5 separate regions of the Mus musculus genome follow, and all the other regions are linked to region 1. Evidence: chromatin contacts called from public Hi-C and targeted proximity ligation data. All regions are on one chromosome and are shown on one strand. The core of a region is the stretch at or near the end of the contact, and the rest is flanking DNA. Distances in the headings are between cores, read along the strand shown. Region 1 holds the start of Fxn (frataxin). Region 2 overlaps Pgm5 (phosphoglucomutase 5). Region 3 holds the start of Tmem252 (transmembrane protein 252). Region 4 has its middle 17 kb from the start of Gm50341. Region 5 overlaps Fam189a2 (family with sequence similarity 189, member A2).

Region 1 (2,904 bases), core at 142-2,641:
ATGTCAGGGCTTCCAATTCCATATCTGAAAATTAGCTACAGGTCAGAGAGGGAGAAGGAGAGGAAGGAAGGAGAGAGAGAAAGAGAGAGGGGGAGGGTTGCATTAGCAGTCACTACAAACTTCCCCTTTCCTTTGTGGCTTTTTGTGGGAAATCAGAAGCAATAGTATCCCAAGTCAGGTGGTACATGGAGGATGTTCTTAAACGCTTTGCTGCTGACCGCTGCTGTCATTCAATCCTTCTTGAGACCCTGGAGGCAAAAGACTCCTCTGACACTGTCTCTTAACTCTTGAAGCTCAGAGTTCTCCAGTGTCATAATGGCAACCCGAGACAATGCACAGACTCCTTCTCACACTGACATAAAAGCCAGGAGAACTACCAGGAGTGTGAGGAACCTGTTGGGGCTGCTGGGGGGGAAAAAAAAAAAAACAGCTATGAGGAGAACCAATCACCAGTCCTGACTACTCCTCATCCAAGAAGCATTCGGGTACTTCAGCCGGGCACTTCCTTATTCCTACTGTTGTTTCAGAATCCCATACATGTATACAATGTGTTTTCGATCAAACTCACCTGCCACTCCCAACTCCTACCGAACCACCCCACCCCTCCTCCCAATTTTATGTTCCTTTTTAAATTTTTATTTATTTATGTGTTTATTTGTTTATTTACTTATTTATTTTGACTAGGTCTCACTATGTAGCTCCGGCTGTTCTGAAACTCACTATGTAGCTCAAGCTGGCCTCGAACTCCATATACCTGACTCTGCCTCTCGGGTGCTGGGATTAAAGGTGTACACTACCACCGCTCTGAATTTTTTTTTTTTTAAACCGACTCCACTTAGCCCTAACAGTGTATACAGTGTAGGACCATCCCCATGGAGCTAGGACAGCCAATCAGAGGCCATATCCCAGAAGAAAACTCACCCTCCCTCATCCTATAGCCATCAGCAACCAATAGTTCCTCGGCTGAGCCTGGGGCTACGGAAGCCCCTCCTCCATTCATGCTGCCTGGTACTTCTATTGCCTAAGAGATGCGGAATTTGAGATGATCGGGCAGTTGAAGCTAGCTGTTAGAACTAGTTTTGTTTTGTTTTTTAAGCAAAGCTATTTTGATCACCAGCGTATCTTCAGAATCACCCACTACCACTCTGTAAAATTGTTGTCAGCGAATAAACTTGCAGGGGTCAGTGTTTACACACTAGTGCTGCCCAAGGGATACGTTGCGAGTTTGGCGCAGAGCAGGTTCTGGGTTCTGGTTAAAGGTCTGCACAGGGCTGTAGTGCTGGACCTGCGCGCAGGAGCCCAGCCGCGGCGCTCGGGGGGGGGGGGGGGCGGGGGGGGGCGGGGGGGGGGCACGGCCACCAGGTGGCACCACCGAGTCCTCGCGCGGGGCGGAGCGGCCGCGGAGCTGGAGTAGCATGTGGGCGTTCGGAGGTCGCGCAGCCGTGGGCTTGCTGCCCCGGACGGCGTCCCGGGCCTCCGCCTGGGTCGGGAACCCGCGCTGGAGGGAACCGATCGTAACCTGCGGCCGCCGAGGCCTACATGTCACAGTCAACGCCGGCGCCACCCGCCACGCCGTGAGTACGCGCTTCGCCGGGCCGCACACCGGAGCGCAGGCCGCGCCCGCCCCTATGCCGGGGACGCGCAGCGCGCACGCGCCGAGTCGCTCTGGTTGCGCGCGCGTTTGGGTGCAGGGCGCGCGCGGTGTTTGCGCGGGCTTCGGACCTTGGCGGTGGGGATGGGAAAAGACGAGTTTCCGTAATTAACACAGGATGTATAGCGTGTGCAGCAGGGCGTGTTTATTATTGTGTGCACTCCGAAGTTGCCTTTTTCAGGGCGTGAGACTAATGGGGTTGTGGAGTTGCTCTGAGCAGGGCTTTTTGTTGCTTGTTTGCCTCACTCTGTATCCCTGGCTAGCCTAGGATTGGCTGAGTACCCCAAAGTGGCTTCAATCCTGTGATCCTCCTGCCTCCTCTCTGCTGGGATCACAGGTGTAGCAGCAGAGCCCTAGAGTCCAGCTTTTGGAAAATGAGGGGATCTTGGTTCCACGTTCTGACTGCGCGGCGCTGGAGAGCCCTGTGACCTTGGGGAGACCCTAACTGTCTGGGGGCAGGGCTTGGCTTTCTGTTCCGAGGAGATTAAAGGGTAACACCCATTTTGCGATTTTGGCGGGAGAATTAAACTGTATTCGCAAAGGCCTTAGCACTTCAGATAAGTCTCGGTTCTTAGTAGATGCAAAGAACAGAATCTGTTACTCCGTGGCTTGAAAAGACAGCAGTAGGGTGAAGGAAGGCTTTCCGGAGAGGGCCGTGATAGATGCCAAAGAACGGGTCTGGGGAGCATTCTAGGAAGGGGAGAGCTATGGACAAAGGTGGAGTAGGCTGTGGGATAATAATGTCTACAGGTTTAAACCCAGCTTAGGATTCTTGAGGTCCTGTCATTAAAATAAAAAACAATAATAAAAATAGGGCTAGCTTTGTAGCTCAGCAGTGACATGGTCACTTAGCGTTCAAGAGTTCTTGGGTTCTTTCTATAACACTGAAAAAGAAAGTTTAAAAACAAAACAAACAAAAGTGGACTGGTCAGAGAGAGAGACGGCTAGGGTTTGAAGGGCCGAACCTGTAACCCATGCTTCCTCAAACACTTTCTTGGATGTTTACTGCCCTGTTCTTCCCTTGCCTGGCGCCTGACAGCTGGGCTCCAGTTGCAGCTGTGCACTTTGGATTTCTGCATCTCTGAGAGCCTGAGCAACTTTGTCTTTGGCATCTCCGTTTCCTCGCCTGTACAATGCAAATACAGTCGGTCCATCTTTATGCTCAGAGTCTGTTCTCAGTGGCTCAATATCGTTTACGGTCCCCAGTTGTCTACCCTGATGCTCCTACAGTCACTTTGAAAGCGGCAGACTGG
Region 2 (2,904 bases), core at 276-2,775, 420 kb before region 1:
ATAGGACTCAATGGACAGTGACAGGGGCTGAGCTTGGCTTCCTTATAGAGCTAGCTGTGCAACGCTTGTGGGTCTCTGGTCTTCACTTGGCTGAGAGAGGCACAACCAAGAACTTCTCCTGGCATCCCTCCGGGTACCTCCTGGTGACTGGAGCCAAGGCTGAGGCCTGGCTGTCTCTGGTAGGCAGTGCCACTGCTGCTGATTCGTGTTTGCTATTCTGACTCTCCCTAAACGGACTGCTGGTGTATCTGTGAAGTGTTTGTGAGTGGATCAAGCTGCTACTGCTGACCTGAAAACTGAATTGCTGATTTCCAGACCAGGTCTATATGAGCAACACAGAGAGGCTGGGATCCCAAGAGAATCACGTTTGTGGAGACCAAAACTTGGATTTCAAATTTTATCATGTCAGGATGTCTTTGGATAATTTTTTAAAAATCAGTTAATAGCATAAAATCATGTTTAGTTCATAGGCTATACCCAGCCTGAGTAGAGGCCAGGTTCAGATCAGGGACTGCATCATGTGAGCCTTCTGAACGTGACAGCTGCACAGGTTCCTGTGACATTAGTGATGCATAGATCCAAATGTCTTTGTCTGAAGATTTTATCTTATAAAAGGTAAAATTACAGGGCTGGGAAGAGGGATCTGTGGGTAAGGGCACTGGCTGCTCTTCCAGGTGACCTGGATTCAATTCTAAGCATCTATATGACAATTCACAGCTGTCTGTGACTCTAGTCCCAGGGGATCCAAGAACCCTCTTCTGGTCTCTGTAGGTACTGCATGTATGTGGTATATAGACATATGCTTAGACAAATACTAATACACATAAAATAAAAATAAGTGAAATATTTTTAAAAAGCAAAATTACACTAGTACTTATGTGTGTTTGTGAATCTGGATAAATTTCAAGATTTTTCAAAATCTGCAAAATTGGCCTAATGAGATTAAACATCTTAGCTTTTGATTATAACCAAACAGGGAAATGCTTTAAAATGTTTTTTGAAGTCTAAATTTTCAGGTATTTTGTTTCCTATTGGAAAGTTTCCTCCTCCTCCTCTTTTTCCTATGCCTCCTCCTCCTCCTTGTCCCCCTTCTCCCTTTCTTCCTTTCTTCCTTCTTTTTAAGCAGTAGCTTTGACATGATTTTTAGAGGAAAAATATTTTACCTACGCCAGAAAAAAAGGATTAAATGAAATGGAGAAAGAAAAGTCTAGTTGCCGTCTGTGTCAAACTGTTAGAACACGGACGGGCACTTCTCCAGCTGCCCAAGCTACACTGGTGTGAACAAACTTCCCTTGCAGGATTGTGAGGGACAGATGCCTTAAATGGTAACTCCCATACTCACTTCCAAATTCAGGATCCACCACAAGCAATGAGTCTGTCCTCAATGTCTATCCTTTGCTCTTAAGCATAACCTAGGGTCAGGATGGCCAGTGTGGTGTTCCCAAAATGCTGAGACACTTTGATGATGCAGTCCTGAGATCCTGCAGCTGGACGTGTCCTGCTGTTCTTCAGTCTGTGGGTGTTTGTTTCAGCGACTCAAGCTGTTCACTTCCGCTTGTGTTAACATTGTCTAAGTCATATTGACAGGGCTCAGGGATTTGCAGTTATTGAAAATTCACTTTTAGCTAGGAAAAAATGATAAGGAATTATAAAACAAGTATAATTATTGTTTATCAAACTACTTGGAAATTTCCCAACCCAAAGGATTCTTGGTTGGAGGCAACAGGCGCTGCTTAGAATTGCAGACTCATGCCTCCTCTCAGATCCACTGAACAGATCTGCACTGTCATAAGCTTGCAGGTGACTCACATGTACTTAAAAGTCAGAGAAGCCTTTAGTGGCTGGCCTTTGAGATCCTTATTTCTCCCTCTGCTTAGCAGGCTTGGCCTTCCTTCCAGATAAATCCTCAAATGCCAACCCAACTATCATGTACTTCCGAGGGCTCCTTAGCCTCCGCTGTTTCTTCCTACAGCTGGAAAATTACCAAGAGCACAGAAAACAACCCAAGAAAAAAAGTTGTCTCCGAGGCCCTCGGAAGATTTATTTCTGCTTTCCAGGTCAATTCACAGAAAGGAAAACAGGAAGACCAGTTTCACTTTGCATCTCCATAGAAACCTTACCTCAGTGTCAATCCACAAGTGAGCTTGTTTTCTTTGCATGCTATCTTAGCTAAGCTGCGAGACTCAAAATAAGCCCTGGATGAGGTGAAGAAACTTCTAATTTGATGTTTTTCCAAGACACGGAAGTCTTGCTAAATTTGTTGGTAGACAGTCTAGCACAACTCGCATTACAAGGAGAAGAGCAATTATTTAAAACACTAAGGGTTTGTATGACAGCTGAGTCTTAAAGGCACAGAACGTGAGAAGAACCATGCTCCTGTGACTGAGGACACATAAAGTGCATAGTGGCCCTCCAGGAACCCCACTGATGGCTTTGCACTGCAGGGAAGACTCCTTGGCTGTGGGTTCCCTTCCCATCCTCTGGTGCTATGGTGTTGGACTGCAGGTACAAAAAACATGGAGATGCTCTGCCACCTCTGAAAACTGCCCTGGTGTACCCAGAGTACCTTCCAGTCTGGCACAGAATTACTTAAAACCAACCCATCTTCCTAGGTCTTATCCTCTAGTGCTACAATTCCAGACTAGCAGGAAGTGAAGCCTAATTCTGACCCCTTTTGTCTCCAGATCTCTTCCAGCTGACTAGCCCTGTTAGAAAGCAGCATCCTCTAGGCGATACAGACAGGGACATCAGCTGTGCAAAACAGGCTCTGGGAGAACAACTGTACAGAGAGCCTGTTAACTCTCCCCAAGATAAGCAGTGTCACCAGTCCAGGTTGACCTCAGGAAGGGCTGGCTTGAAGGGACAAGGTGGTGCTTCTAACATGGAGGCAATGAAGGTCCTTGC
Region 3 (2,904 bases), core at 236-2,735, 390 kb before region 1:
TACATCCTAGGCCTTAAGACACCCTATACCTTTAGAACAATGTTCTTGTGTTTGGACAAGAATTAGAAGTTCCATGCTAAGTTAACCAACCACAAGGTTACCTGAATCTTTCCCGCCCCCCCTGCCCTTTTGGTTAAAATATAAATAACATGTATTACTTGTGAGGGCATTAGTGGTATTAGTGGTCTTATATTGCTGCAAAACTATCCCTACAATCCCTAGATTGTAGTTTGTATCCCAAACTACAGCCCTATAATCATTAAATAATAATTCTTCATTTCTCCCCGCCCCCCCCCCCCACCACACACAACCCCCAGGCCTGGGACTACTGTTTTGCTTCCTGTCTGCAGTAGCTACTTAGTGTAAGCAGCTGTGATAGCTGCTAAGGATTGGTATAAATGGCTGTGGTGTAAGTGGCTCTGGTAGCTCATGGTGTAAGCAGAAATAGTACAGTGGCCGTCCTTTCTGTCTGGCAGGTGTCACTTGCCATAATGTTTTCAGTGTCTAAATATCTACGGCACATATCAATTAATGTGGTCTGTCTTAAGGCCAAGTAATAATGCCGTCTGTGTGTATCCGTGCTGCCGTTTGGTTTTGTATCATCGATGGGCATGTTATCATCTTGCCTTGAATATGTCCTTCATAAGAGGTGAGATCAGAACACTTAAAAGGTCAGTCATCTAGAACGTCCCTTAGTCACAGAAGTTGCTGGACTGACTTGACGTCTGGTCTGCTTGCTCATGTATTGTGGGTAGAACTTGGTCTGGGACTTTCTTTATAACCCAGTAACCAGGCTATCAGGACCATCTAATCATCACCTGCCTTTAACTAAAATTACCACCCCCACCCCCAAACATAGGAAGAATCTAGGGATTGTGCCCCTTAATTTGTTTATGTGACTTTTTACTGTGGGCATGAGGATCTTACCCTAAGACAATTTCCTCTTACGTCGTTGTTTTCCCCAAAGGCAGCCCCGCTCCCCACCACGCACAACAGCCCCAGAGCAAATTGCCCAATGGTGGAATTTTGAGCCTAGCTTCATAGCCTCCTGTAAGTGGATCCACTATGGGCCTGTGCTTCACTCCCCTTCCCACACCATGACTCCTCTCAACCCTTCTCATGCCCTCTGGCGCTCAGCTCAGCACGTACCTGTCTACAGTGGCCAGGGGCAGGTCCTGGAAAGCGAGGTGCTGTCTGAGCACGTGGTTGAACATCTCTTTGTTTTCATTTGCTTGGCGGTAGGTGCCCCAGAAAATTCCACTCAGAAGGATCACAAACCCCATGGGCAGAAGCACGTAGGCCACAACCAGATTCCTCTGGGAGTGGAAGATGGAGTTGGAGATGAAAAAGCCACCCAGGCAAATCATCAGGAAGCCGGTGAGGAGGGAGAGGGCGCACAGGATCAGCCCAGTCCTGTTCTGCATCCTTCTTCTTGGAGCCCCTCTGATCCTGCCACTCCTCTGCTTCCAGGCCTGCTGGGGGAAGAGCACTCACTAGCCAGGTCACAGCCTTATATACAGGAACAAATGGCCTTTGAACAATTAAATGAAGCAGGCACCGGGAAGCTATTCATTAACCACTGGAAGTTACTGTAACATCCTCCAGGGGGAACCTAGAAACATAACATTGTGTCCTCGGGGGGGGGGGGGGGGGGGGGGAAGGGGAGGTTGTGGGTAGCCAGTATGTTCCTGGTTGGTGGGTGGGACCTCAGCTGCTCCCAGGTATTGGAAGAGAGGTCGGAATCTTTTTGAGTATGAAGGCACTGGTCTCTCAGCCCTCGCTGTAGGGAACTCTGTACTGAAAGTTAAAGACGTTAGCATCTGTCTACAAACTCTTGCCTTCATTGTTTGGCAAAGACTCCTTTCCTGATTTCATTTTCTCTTTCCGTACTAAAAGTACATTTCGCCAAGGCTCTTAGCGCTCTGTCTTTGCCTACGTCAGTGACTCTACCCTTCATTGTCCCAATACTCTGATTCTGGGAAAATTCCATGGGAGCAGGCCAGGAAGTGATCTTTCTGTTGATAGAAGAGAATTCCAGAAGGAGAGGGAGCACACTGGAGAAGGACCGGGGCCGGGGGTGGTGGCACCTGGTGTAATAACTGCTGTTTGAATTCTGCTGCCAAATTTTCCCGTTGTTGGGGTGCAGATATTGCAACCCATCGTCCCCTCTGACTGACGGGTGCTAGTTAAGTATTTATTCTGTGTGACTTTAGTGCAGGCTACCATTCCTGGTTCATTATATATGTTTCACCCAAGTCTCTCCCTGCTCTCAAAAAAAAAAAAAAAAAAAAAAAAAATCCATAGGCATTTGACCTAAGGGCATTGTCCTCATAACGCTCTAGCATGATATAGCTATCATGTATACCAAGAGAGTACACATCATAAATTTCTCCTATTACACCCTACTCTTTGGCCCCCACACGGTCTCACAGGGCACAGTGACAGATGAAAGGCTGTAAGAAAATCTGAAACCTTCCCCCTAAAATATGTCTTAGGTAAAATGTATCTTAGCAGATGCTGCCAAACCATGTCCCTTGCCCTCTTTCCCTGCGTCTCTGCTCTGTGTCACATTGCCCTAGGAACGGTCTAGGAGCTACCTTCTGCACTCAGTCTGTGGTTATAAACTCCTCACTGCAGACCTGCCTCAGGCTGTACTTCCTACCTTTCTTTTATTTGGTGCCTTGGCACGTCCACACCACACCAAGAGACTTCTCTCCCCACTGGGGCTCCTGAGTCACTTCCTAGAGGCTTCCCACATTCCTCCATTGTCATCCCTGGTCGTTTGCTTTTCCAACAGGAAAATGTTTATTTGTGCAGAGTCACAGTATTTATACTTATATTCTTTAGCCTTGTTCCCGACGTTTCCTTAGCTCCACCTCTGAGTTAGGGCTAGGAGAGACAGGA
Region 4 (2,904 bases), core at 181-2,680, 290 kb before region 1:
AATCTTAGGGCCTTGTCTTTACATTTGTTCTTCAAAAAGGCACGAGGATGAAGACTAATCTTTAAAAATTGAACTTTCAAAAGATTACATACCTGGTGTACTGACTAGCTTTGTGTGCCAACTTGACACAGGCTGGAGTTATCACAGAGAAAGGAGCTTCAGTTGGGGAAGTGCCTTCATGAGATCCAGCTGTAAGGCATTTTCTCAATTAGTGATCAAGGTGGGGAGGCATTGTGGGTGGTGCCATCCCTAGGCTGGTAGTCCTGGGTTCTATAAGAAAGCAAGCTGAGCGAGCCAAGGGAAGCAAGCCAGTAAGTAACATCCCTCCATGGCCTCTGCATCAGCTCCTGCTTCCTGACCTGCTTGAGTTCCAGTCCTGACTTCCTTGGTGATGAACAGCAATGTGGGAAGTGTAAGCTGAATAAACCCTTTCCTCCTCAACTTGCTTCTTGGTCATGATGTGTTGGGCAGGAATAGAAACCCTGACTAAGACACCTGGTTAGAAAAATGCTTTTTAATAACTTAAAATATTACTTGAGTTTATCCACCTGGACCAGGACCTGGATGATAAGTTGTGGCTATCCACTTACGTGCTGCTGCAACACAGGCATGACACATCCTTGCCATCAGAAGAGGCAAGATCCTTTCTTGTCTCTTCCCCAATTGGGGACAAGCTGTTATAAATCTGAGCAGCAGACAACAGCACGTACCATTCACTTTGCTCCTGCGGTCACCAGGTTGAAGGGGCAGAGGTGATCCACCTGAAGGACAGCTTTTGGATCTCACTTATGAGTGAGGAAGGCTTCTGTAAGGAGGGCTGACTCTCCCCAGACATGAGAAATTCCATTCAAACACAGCACTGATGGGCTGAAGTGGGGCTAACAGTCCTGTAAGCAAGACTTTGAAGGAATCAATGGGTCTTAGGAGAATGTAGACAAAGGGCTTCCTCCCACCTACTGACAAATCTCAGCTGGTAGCTTAGCAGGTACTCTCTGGCTATCTGGCACAAACTGGGAGGCATGCAGATCTAACTGAAAGCAGCTGGCATTTGAAGGGAGATAGAGGAGGCCACACTAGTATTCTTGGAGCCACTGCTGTTTGCATGTCTAATGAAGGATCAAGGATGCTTCTCTAGAAGGTTGGCATGGAGACTAAGAATGACGTATTAAAGCACCTGATATGTTTAACTAGTATTGATAATCTGTTGCTTCTAGAGCATCAAAACAAGCTTCGCTCCTTAGTCTTGTCTCTTATCCACTCTCCAAATCACTCCATGAGGGCTTAATCTGGGCCCGTTTGTCAGACAGCCATCCTCTGCTAGGTTGGGTGGTTTTACTCAATCGCACAGGTACTTGCTCTCCACTTTCCCCAGCCTGCAGGCTCAGCTTCTTCCCCCATCTGCCTTTCTCCTAGATGAGCCAGGACTATGTGGCAATCCCTATTTTCTTGAGCCATTTATTCTTTCTGGATGGTATTTGTGAGGCATTAGGCTGAGGGCTAGCCTTTGAGTCTTGGATGTAAATAAGAAATCAAATCTACTAAATTCTCCACTCCATCCTGTTTACTGAAAGTAAAGCCTCTGTTTACCTACAATTCTTTCAGTATTCTTGCACAGAGCAGCGCTTCTCAACCTGTGGGTCAAAACACAGTTGGGGTCACATATCAGACATCCTGCGTATCAGATATTTACATTATGACTCATAACAGTAACAGAATCACAGTTATGAAGAAGTAGTAACATAACTTTATGGCTGGGAGTCACCACATCATCAGAACTGTGTTAAGTGGTCACAGCATTAAGAGGGTTGAGAGTCACTGGGGTAGAGTCTAGCCTATGGTAATTTTTCAGATCCTTCCCTACAAAGTCATGTGTCAAAGTTGAGCATGACAGAGTAAAGGTTGATTCAGGGAAATGCTGAGGTCCCCTCCTTTTTGTTGGAGAAACTGGGTTGTGTGGGCCACACCCTTAGTTAATCTGGACACAGATTAAATCAATTTACTATGCACCTGCCTGGTATGCATGAAGAAATAAGAGTGAAATTACAGTTTGTTTGTTTCTTCGTTTGTTTGCTGGCTTTTAGAAAAATGCACGGCACTAGAAGTCATTGTGTTAAGTAAAGCAAGCCAGACCCAGAAAGATAAGTTATAAAGGTTTTCTTTCATATGTAGTTTGTTGGGGAAAGACATGAACATAAGAAGACTTTTAGGGGTGTGAGGGGAGGGAAGGAAGAAGAGGGTTAAGAAAGGATAACAAGAGTGAATGTGATTGGATTAAGCACCAATATTAAAATGTCATGGTGAAACCCCTTTGCCTTGTACATTTTTTTTTAATTCATAAAGGAAAATAACATGTAGAAAAGTGAACTCTGGCATTTTACTAACTGCCACTGGGGAGGAAAGGAGCAGGCAGATAGGGCCACACCGTGTCTGTATTTTCTTATTTTGGTTCTTTCAGTTAAGAATTCCCAAAGTAAGTGAGGTATTTTAAAAAAAAATTCTTATCAAGCCTGCCCAGCGTGGTAGTTATTTATTATATTATTGTTAAGCCTTGTATGCCTGTAATATTTCATAGTAACTTTTATCACAATGATTGTTTCCCCTTTGCCTAAGCCTTAAGAGGTCTCTTAGATCTCACAATGAACATGGAACCAGAACCCCAGAGACCGCCCAAGTAGCAGAAGTTTCTTTTCTTTTTTTTCCCTAAACACTAAACACCCTTTGGTGGCTATTTCGGGTTTCCTTTCCGACCCAGTATTTCAGGAGTGAGCTGCATGCAGGTCACGGGAGTTGAGCCTGGAAAATCCCAGTGGTCGTCAGTCTGCCCAGTGAGAGCTCCACACTGAGTGAGTCATTGTTACTGCAGTCCTGACCTTGCCTGACCTCCTTAGTGTCTAGGGCCACAGC
Region 5 (2,904 bases), core at 169-2,668, 260 kb after region 1:
TCAGTCAGCGTTTTGTCAGAGAAACAAGCGAACTAGACTAGTTGTAAAATATTAATCTAACTTAAAGTAAGTGATATGATTTTATAACTTAAAATAAGGGCTTGCAACTGGGTAAGGCTGAGACTGTCAGCTCATAAGTTAAGTCTCAGTCACTATGCTACATGGGTTTATATGCATCTTAGTAAGACAGCATTATAGCCAGGTGTAGTGATGCATGCCTGTAAAACCAGCATTTAGGAGGCTGAGGCTGACCATGGAGAGTTCAAGGCCAGTCTGTACTACTTAGAAGACCTCTTCTTACGCAACAAAACCAACACAAACAAACGAAGCAGCGGCTGAGAGATGAGAGATGGCTTAGTGTTTCTTGCAGAGGATTCAATTCCCAGGTGGCTCACAGCTGCCAGGAACACCAGCTTCAGAGGATCTGATGTCCTCTTTGTCCTCTGGAGGCACACATGTGCACACACACACACATCTCTCTCTGTCTCTGTCTCCTCTCTCTCTCTCTCTCTCTCTCTCTCCCTCTCCCTCTCTCTCTCTCTCTCTCACACACACACACACACACACCCTGCACCAAATACATTAGTTTAAGAAATGAACACAATGTGTGTAGAAAGAAACTGGCAGTGCCTTTCAGCTGTGCCTGGCTCTTCCTCTGAACCACACAAGTCTGCCTTTTGGAGCTTAGTTTTCCTGCCTTGAGAAGATAACTTCGTAATACAGGCTCAACTCTCCCCTCCCCCTCCCCCCACTTGGGTGTGTATTGCACCCCTCCCTCCCTCCTTTCCTTCCTTTCTGTGTTGCCCAGGTTCCCCTCCCTTGCTTCCTGAGTGTTGGAATGTGCCAGAGGTCAATGTAGGGAAGAGGCCTTGTTGCATTAGAGAAACCAGTGGGGCCTTTTTTTTTTTTTTTTTTCCAAGACAGTCTCAACTTTGAACTCCATGTGTAACTGAGGCTGGCCTTGTTCTCTGCACCCTCCTGTCTCTGAGCCCCAGAACTGGGATTTTAGGGATGCTTCAGTGCACCTGGGGCATTGTTTTGCAGATCTGGGTTTAGCTGTCCAGCTTTGGCACCTCCTGGCTTCACCTCCCCCTTCACATACTGGGCATTGCTTGCCTAGGTCTTTCTTCCCCTAGCCCAGTGCTTGGCTGTGGGTTTCTTTGGCTCTCAGCTCAGCAGCCACAGCCACACCCTGAGGAGGCACTTTCCCTGGCTACCCCAATGACTGCTTCCTGCTTTCCAGAGTGTAGTGACCTAGCCAAGAGCATTGAGGCAGCCTGCTTAGCCTGTGGACTGGCTGCTTAGGGTTCTGTGTGTCTCCCCAGGAGGCTCTTCACTTCCCCTTCCAGCTCTAGGGCCAGTTCACTCTTATGCTTCTGTGGCTGTGTGGAGGAGGCTGGGGCAAGACTGGCCATTGGCCCCCATCCAGCCCCTTGGGAGACCAGCTGTCCTCGTTTCCAGTTATGTCCACACCAGCCTGGAACATGTGAGTGTTCCTTTGTAAGGAGCAGTCCTTTTGTGTGCCCTCTTCTGATTGTGACTGCGATTACTTCAGGTTGTTGATCAGCTTGAACAAAAGAGGGTCAGTTTGTCCCAGTTCCTTCAAACTCACGTTTCCATGGAAACCCAGACCTTCATTCATTGGCTACTATCAGCAGAGCACTCCCATGCCCAGGACAATGATAGTGCTGGAGAATAGGTTTTAAATACTTGTGGTTGTCCTTAGGGTAAAGCATATGCCTGTATGTAGCAGTCTAGAGTAAGTATTTTGCACAAAAGGCTAACATTTTCCATGTTTAAAGTATATTCTTATTTTTCTGCTTCTTATTCCTTTTGGATTTTAACAAAAAGTTTTGAAATTGTTTAAAAAAAAATCAGACTCTGTTCCAGAGATGGCCTCGAAAATTGTCATGTATGGGTACCTCAGTTAGTAAACAGAATTGTCTTAATTACATGCTTTTCCTCGGTAGTGCGTTAGTAAGAATCACCGCCATGAACATCCAGCTGCCCAGTAGAGTTTTGGTTGCTCATGAAGTGGTAGTTGGAACTGATGCTACTTTCTTGTCAGTGTGGAGTAGGTGGGGTGCATGTGACCCGCATACTGGTGTAAAGGAAGCTCTGTCATCAATGTAACAAACAAAGGCTCAGGGCCAGGGTGATGGTTCTAGCCTGATGGCCTGACTCGATCCCCAGGACTCATGGCAGAAGGAAAGAACAGACTCTTACAAGTTGCACTCTGACCTCCAGATGCATGCTGTGGCATGCCCCCAACAAACAAACAAATAAACAAACAAACAAACAAACAAATGTATATCTCGGATTCCATGTAGTTATTTTATTTTATTTGAACAGGTCTCATTATATAACCCTGGTGGCCTTGGAACTCACCATGTAAACTGGATGGCCTTGAACTCACAGAGATCTGCCTGCTTCTGCCTTCTGTGTGCTGGGATTAAAGGCCTGTGCCACTATGCACGGCCGGTTCCATTTGTTCATTCTTACTTGTAGGTGTCCTAAATTATACCTCACAGCGAGGACAAGAAATGGTAACTACGGTGGCTACTTAAAAACGATTCTTTGATTGTGCCAGCTTCATTAGAATGGTTAGAACAAAATGGCTTAACTATACTATACATTCCTCCCTTCATTTACTCTACATAAGGTAGGCCAGGGATCTGGCTCTGTTTCCCAGCACTTAGAGACCCGGGGGCCCTTCATCTGTTGAGAGAATCATGGGAGACTAACATGCTTTGTTTGAGGACTAACCTTCAAGATTGATTAACTAGAGAGTCACGCTTCCTGAGGCCCTGAAGAACTGGAGTCTAAACCAGCACATGCAATTGAGGATTCTCTGCATACAAATGAGATGGGCCGTGGGGCTCTTTGGCCCCATGTAGGCTGCTG

The links. A called contact is a pair of places that touch in the nucleus more often than the background predicts.
Region 2: a contact with region 1 is called in a Hi-C map of nephron progenitors, with 4 times the contacts expected there. A contact is called at or near these places in 34 of 484 Hi-C or Micro-C datasets (the 63-12 cell line, the AML12 cell line, B cells and 17 more) and 10 of 130 datasets of targeted methods (the NIH/3T3 cell line, bone marrow-derived macrophages, embryonic stem cells and 3 more).
Region 3: a targeted proximity ligation map of pancreatic cancer cells shows a contact between it and region 1. A contact is called at or near these places in 11 of 39 promoter capture datasets (the 3T3-L1 cell line, the HPC-7 cell line, cranial neural crest and 7 more), 2 of 484 Hi-C or Micro-C datasets (the HPC-7 cell line and nephron progenitors), 9 of 130 datasets of targeted methods (bone marrow-derived macrophages, embryonic stem cells, forebrain and 4 more) and 2 of 9 other capture datasets (adipose tissue and embryonic stem cells).
Region 4: a targeted proximity ligation map of pancreatic cancer cells shows a contact between it and region 1. A contact is called at or near these places in 1 of 39 promoter capture datasets (pre-B cells), 1 of 484 Hi-C or Micro-C datasets (neutrophils), 10 of 130 datasets of targeted methods (acute myeloid leukemia, astrocytes, bone marrow-derived macrophages and 6 more) and 1 of 9 other capture datasets (adipose tissue).
Region 5: a contact with region 1 is called in a targeted proximity ligation map of extraembryonic endoderm stem cells, with 3 times the contacts expected there. A contact is called at or near these places in 2 of 39 promoter capture datasets (the 3T3-L1 cell line and hippocampal neurons), 4 of 484 Hi-C or Micro-C datasets (cranial neural crest, extraembryonic endoderm stem cells, myocytes and 1 more), 4 of 130 datasets of targeted methods (embryonic midbrain, extraembryonic endoderm stem cells, pancreatic cancer cells and 1 more) and 3 of 9 other capture datasets (adipose tissue, liver and pancreatic islet).

Annotation. Positions count from the first base shown.
Region 1 is chr19:24,279,077-24,281,980 of GRCm38.p6, reverse strand. Fxn (frataxin) reads left to right here and starts at 1,391. Exons shown (of 5, transcript NM_008044.3): 1 at 1,391-1,574. The coding sequence starts at 1,416.
Region 2 is chr19:24,697,957-24,700,860 of GRCm38.p6, reverse strand. All of the region lies in intron 10 of Pgm5 (phosphoglucomutase 5), which reads left to right. Among named protein-coding and RNA genes, the nearest start is that of Gm38581, 7.8 kb to the left of the region's middle.
Region 3 is chr19:24,672,589-24,675,492 of GRCm38.p6, reverse strand. Tmem252 (transmembrane protein 252) reads right to left here and starts at 1,485. Exons shown (of 2, transcript NM_183160.3): 1 at 1,150-1,485. The coding sequence starts at 1,424.
Region 4 is chr19:24,571,962-24,574,865 of GRCm38.p6, reverse strand. No RefSeq gene overlaps it. Among named protein-coding and RNA genes, the nearest start is that of Gm50341, 17 kb to the right of the region's middle.
Region 5 is chr19:24,015,540-24,018,443 of GRCm38.p6, reverse strand. All of the region lies in intron 2 of Fam189a2 (family with sequence similarity 189, member A2), which reads left to right. Among named protein-coding and RNA genes, the nearest start is that of Fam189a2, 14 kb to the left of the region's middle.